2 separate regions of the Danio rerio genome follow, and region 1 is linked to region 2. The links are chromatin contacts, called in public HiCAR-type maps. All regions are on one chromosome and are shown on one strand. Each heading gives the region's core, a stretch centred on a gene start, on an enhancer-like site or on the middle of the called end of the contact. The rest is flanking DNA. Distances are from core to core; before and after follow the strand shown.

Region 1 (2,700 bases), core at 92-2,591, 120 kb before region 2:
ATCTGTCTATCTATTGTCCTCTGTTCTGCATATTGTTCAATCTGTCATTATTTTGTTTTATCGGTCTGTCCATATGTTTTAGCTCTCCGCTTTTATCACCATACTGTCTATTGTTCATCCAGCATCATTCTTTGTTATGGAATTCTTTCAGTCTTTCATTTTATATAGGAAATTATTGCTCTGTCTGTCCATCCAGTTTGCATATTGCTTTGGCTATACATATGTTCTTTCTTTCTTTCTTTCTTTCTTTCATCATTTTTTGTTCGTTTACTTTTTCTTTCCTTCATTTGTTCCAGTAAATCCCTTCATTCATTCATCCATCCATCCATCCATCCGCTAAATCATTCTATTGTTTTTCTATTCATCCATCCATCCATTCATCCAACTATTCATCCATCCATGATTAGATAATTTTTAGTTTTTCAATCCATCATTTTTTGTTCATTTACCCTTTCTTCCCTTTATTTGTTCCAGTAATTCCATCCATCAATTCATCCATCCATCAATCCATCCATCCATCCATCCATCCATCCATCCATCCATTCATTCATTCATCCATCCATCCATCCATCCATCCATCCATCCATCCATCCATCTATTCATTCATTCATTCATTCATTCATTTATCCATCCATCCATCCATTGATCCATCCATCATCCATTCATCCATTCATCCATCCATCCATCGATCCATCCTTCGATCCATCCATCCATCCATCCATTCATTCATTCATTCATTCATTCATTCATTTATCCAACCATCCATCCATTGATCCATCCATCCATTCCTTCAACCATCCATCCATCCATCTATCCAGTCATCCATCCATCCATCTTCCCATCATTGTTGCAGTTGTTTCTGCTGTTTATTCTTTTATCAGTCCATTCTTTTGCCCATTCATTCATAGGTTTATCATCATATTATCAGTTATTATGCCATTATTTCAATCTTTTATGTAATCTCTGTTCAATGAATGAATCCATTCTTTCTTTGTACTATTCTATCCACCAATGTATTGTTCTGAGTTTTTATTATTTGTTAGTTCTACCTGTCATTATTTCAATACTTTCTGATGTCTTAGTTTTTTATGTTTCTTTCCTATAAAAAGTAAAAAATCTGACCTGTATGTTTTTGTACGGCCGAGACTAAAAAACTTTTTCATAGTTGGCTCATTTGTAGATGCTTCTGGAACAAGTGTTACAGAGAGAGTGTATGTGTGAGAGAGAGAGCGATGGCGTATCACATGAGGTTCCTTCCCTCAGAAAGCACTCATTGACCTTTTGTTCTGTGCTACTCTGCTGTGAGAGAAGGGGAAGCGCGCGAAACGGCAGCCAATCGTGTGGCGGCGCGGCAGCTGGCAGTGAATACTACAATGGCGTACAGTTCTGACAAAGGGAGGGCCTGTTCCCGCACTATGCAAAAACACTGGCAGACTTCCAAGCACATTCCTCAGAGAAAGACTCCTTCAGAGAAAGCGAAGCGCGGGGTTAGAATGAGAAAGTGTGCCGGCTGCATTGTCCTGCGTGTTCTTTATGTCCCTTTCCGTTTGAAAGCTACGTTGAGTGTTTCGTCAGAAGCAGTTTACCACACATCTTGTCTGACGATTACTTCTTGCAATGCTGTTGCATATAAAGAACCAGTCTAAAAAGCAGAACTCTGTGTGTTGCAGAATTCCAGAAAGAAGTGTTTAGACTAGGGATGAGAGTTAGAAACTCAGTCTGCCAGCATGGGCCTCTCGCTCACTGTGTAGTAAATCCAGTTGTGAGACGCTATGAATGGGGTTGCAGCTTAGGCTGTATCTCCAAAGCCAATCGGCTTTTGCAAACAGAAGCACACTGCGGTACCGTTGGCACAGTCAACAGTCAACGTGTCACATTTCCGTGGAAGAACTCGAGTAGCCCTTACGTTTACCCAGAAAAGCCCACCTCCCCCTTCTCACATTACGAATGCAAGTCGAAAGATGCCTTTACACCATCTGCACGATCCCACCCGTGTATAACTGATAGCTCCATCATTTCTCCACCACGCTCTCGCTGTGTGCTTTGCATTTGTGAACTCCCAGGTGTGTCTTTCATAGACCCTCCTCTTCCAAATAACTAACGTCACTACCCTTTAAAAAAATGACAGAACTAAAAATTGTACATCTGACATACCATTTGAATTTTTCTCTTCTTTGTTTTTTACAAAGTACTGCTACGTGGCTGAGACATTTGATCTGTCTAACAGTTGTCATTACTGTGGCCCACAGAGACACCCGTATAAGGGCTTTGTGGTTCGAATGGCGGTGCTGTGATGAAAAGTAAAGAGAACATCTGGATGGAGATGGAGATTTAGAGAGAATATGTATGTGCATACAAAAAATTAGAGACCACTTAAAAAAACTATGTATGTTTACAATATACTGTATTAATTGAAACACATATTTTGATTTATTTAGATTTGTACATTTATTACGTTTATTTAGATTTATTCTGTGCATTTTAATATTTCTCACTTTAAGCTAGAATTGTAGTAATTAAGAGCAGTACAATTAGAGAAATGCAATTAGTTAAATAACAAAAACAATTGGATATTTTCAAACTTGTATATATTTTTTCATTGATGTGTTTCATTGGATTAGTTAATAAATCTCTGGTGACGCAGTGGCGCAGTAGGTAGTGCTGTCGCCTCACAGCAAGAAGGTCGCTAGTTCGAGCCTC
Region 2 (2,700 bases), core at 110-2,609:
ATTGTGTGTTCAGAGATGCTCTTCTGCATACCTCAGTTATAACAAGTGGTTATTTGAGTTACTGTTGCCTTTCTATCAACTAGAACCAGTCTGGCCATTCTCCTCTGACCTCTGGCATCAACAAGGCATTAGCGCCACAGAACTGCCGCTCACTGGATATTTTCTCTTTTTTGAACCGTTCTTTGGTAACCCTAGACATGATTGTGTGTGAAAATTACAGTAGATAAGCAGTTTCTGAATTACTCAGACCAGCCCGTCTGGCACTAACAACCAAGCTTTCTTCCCCATTCTGATGCTCGGTTTGAACTGCAGCAGATTGTCTTGACCATGTCTACATGCCTAAATGCATTGAGTTGCTGCCATGTGATTGTCTGATTAGAAATATCGTTAACAAGCGGTTTAGTTTAGTTTAGTTTAAACTTTATTGTCCGTTCTGCTTGACACAGAAAGGAAATTTTTCTTCAACACTGGATTTAGGACAACAATTACAAACATACAACAACGACACAATAACACTTATCAAGACAACAACATAAGTTAAAAGTCTAAAAACCAAATTAGCCCCATGCACAATACTGCAAATCATTCTTTGTAACCACCTCATTCACTACAAACATTAATCCGGTTTAGAACAACAACTGCCATTGGGATAAATGACTTTTTATAGGCATTTCTTCGTGCTTTAGGAATTCTAAACCTGCGTCCTGATGGTAGCAATTCAAATGCTGAGTGAAGGGGATGTGTATTATCTTTAAAAATCACAACTGCTCTTTTTTCCATAAAAGAGTCAAATAAAATCTGGTTGGACAGGTGTACCTAATAAAGTGGCCGGTGTAGTTATGTCATTCACAAAGCTTGATGGGACTGTAGTTCCTTCTGCCATTAAGTACTTATTTTAAACAGTTTTATATACTTTGACTCAAATCATAGTTTGTAATGGTGCAATTCATCTCATAGCTTGTCGGTTGTGTTCATGGCTAAAAAACTCCTATGAGAAAATAAAAGAGAAAATTTCTTCCAGAAGAAACTTTCTTTAAAAAAAAGCAACCACTAACGCGCTCTATATGAAGCAAACACCAGTAAAGTAGAGCCTCAAGACCACTAACACCACTTCTAAATTGCAGGTCAAATGCAGGATTTAGTTTGACAATAACCTGGCAATAATCTGTGTAAAAAACCCTAAACCTGAGCATTTCGAGCCAAATGAAAGTTCTCAAAACCCTTCAGATGTCCTAATGTGACCAAAAGTTTGAGCAAATCCATAAAAAGGGCCTCCGAGAAAATTCACATGGCTCCCACATGAGCGGCGTACAGGGGATGATCTGTTTTTCAGCCTCTTCCTCGAACTTTACGTCGGAATGTTTTCTAGGAACTGCAGGATATAAAACAGAACTGTGTGCAGGAAAAGCGCTGCGGCAGGAGGACCTGAATGGAAACATGCGGCAGGGGGGAAACTTGATTTAAAGGGGCGTGAAATAAGAGAGAGGGCATCATCGTAGTACGTCCAAATTTAGAGCATACCCAGAAAGAGAGAGTAGCAGCGGGTACAGACGATCAGGCCCTGGATCAGCAGATCACTGTAGAGCACATCTTTTCCTGCTGGCCATTTAGGGTAGAAGCTGGCACAGATGCCGCCCTTAGCATGCAGTTGGTGACCACAACTGACCCGCAATCTGACGCCACGCGTGCCCTCACTGAAGCCTCCATTCATCACACTTCTCAGAAACAATGTCTCACTGTCCGCCGTCTTACATGACAAACTTGGTGGCGCTCCAAATTTTTGATCCTTGAAATCACAAGACGGCTCACACTGCTGTCAACTTGTCAAAGTAAAAGTTCAGCGCCAAATTTACATTCAGTGGAACTTAAGAAAGGAGAAGTTTGTGTAGCTGCTGTTTTCCATGTAATGCTGATCACACTTCACATGTGAAGGTCTTGCAGGACTTGACCTCTATTGTAGTGCTTTTATAGTAATTTTTTGAAGCTTTACTTCTCCTAAGCATCTCATTTTGCATTATTTGGCTGAAGCAAACCAAATGCATTATACACTACCTGACAAAGTCTTGGTGCCTATCTAAGTTTTAGGAACATCAAATGAATAACTTGATCTCTAGTTGAACATTTGGTATCAGAAGTGGCTTTTATGCAATGCAAAGGCCTCTAGATTACGTCTATTTAACTAAAATAAAATATGATCATGCCTTGATTTTTATTCATTTTATTAGGACAGTAAGGTCTGACTTTGTTTAGACAAAGTCTTGTCACTTAACAGAACTAATGTACAGTATTAGAATATAAACAGAACAGTCTAATGCACAGTATAGAATATAAAGTCATGGTGCAGCGGAAACAGAATTAATGTTCTGTTTTTCCTGAGGAAACTTAGATCGTTTAAGGTTTGTAACTTCTGTTGTATTACCTATTTATTGAATCTGTTTTATCTTTTTGCATTGTAGCTTGGTACGGTAATCTGAGTCTGTCAGGTAAGAACAGGCTAAGCAGCCTGGTTAAGGTGGCAGGCAAGACTGTCGGTTTTAACCAAGCTGGTCTAATGGTATCTTACCATAATTGTGTTTTAAAGAGAGCTCAGAGTATCCTATGCACCCATTGTACTCTGTGTTTCAGCTGTTGCCATCAGGATGTCGTTTTAGAGTTCCTATTTGCAGGACAAATAGAACCAGAAATGATGTTATAATGGTG

What was found. HiCAR-type assays count read pairs that join an accessible place to other places.
Region 1: a HiCAR-type map of caudal fin shows a contact between it and region 2, with 5 times the contacts expected there. The contact joins two enhancer-like sites.

The regions. Positions count from the first base shown.
Region 1 is chr6:53,193,157-53,195,856 of GRCz12tu, reverse strand. No RefSeq gene overlaps it. Among named protein-coding and RNA genes, the nearest start is that of mych, 98 kb to the right of the region's middle. Within about 2 kb of position 1,341, at least 52 of the 62 cell types and tissues checked have an H3K27ac peak or open chromatin away from gene starts, as enhancers often do. A contact at or near this core is called in caudal fin, where this site is marked.
Region 2 is chr6:53,076,445-53,079,144 of GRCz12tu, reverse strand. No RefSeq gene overlaps it. Among named protein-coding and RNA genes, the nearest start is that of mych, 19 kb to the left of the region's middle. Within about 2 kb of position 1,359, at least 11 of the 62 cell types and tissues checked have an H3K27ac peak or open chromatin away from gene starts, as enhancers often do. A contact at or near this core is called in caudal fin, where this site is marked.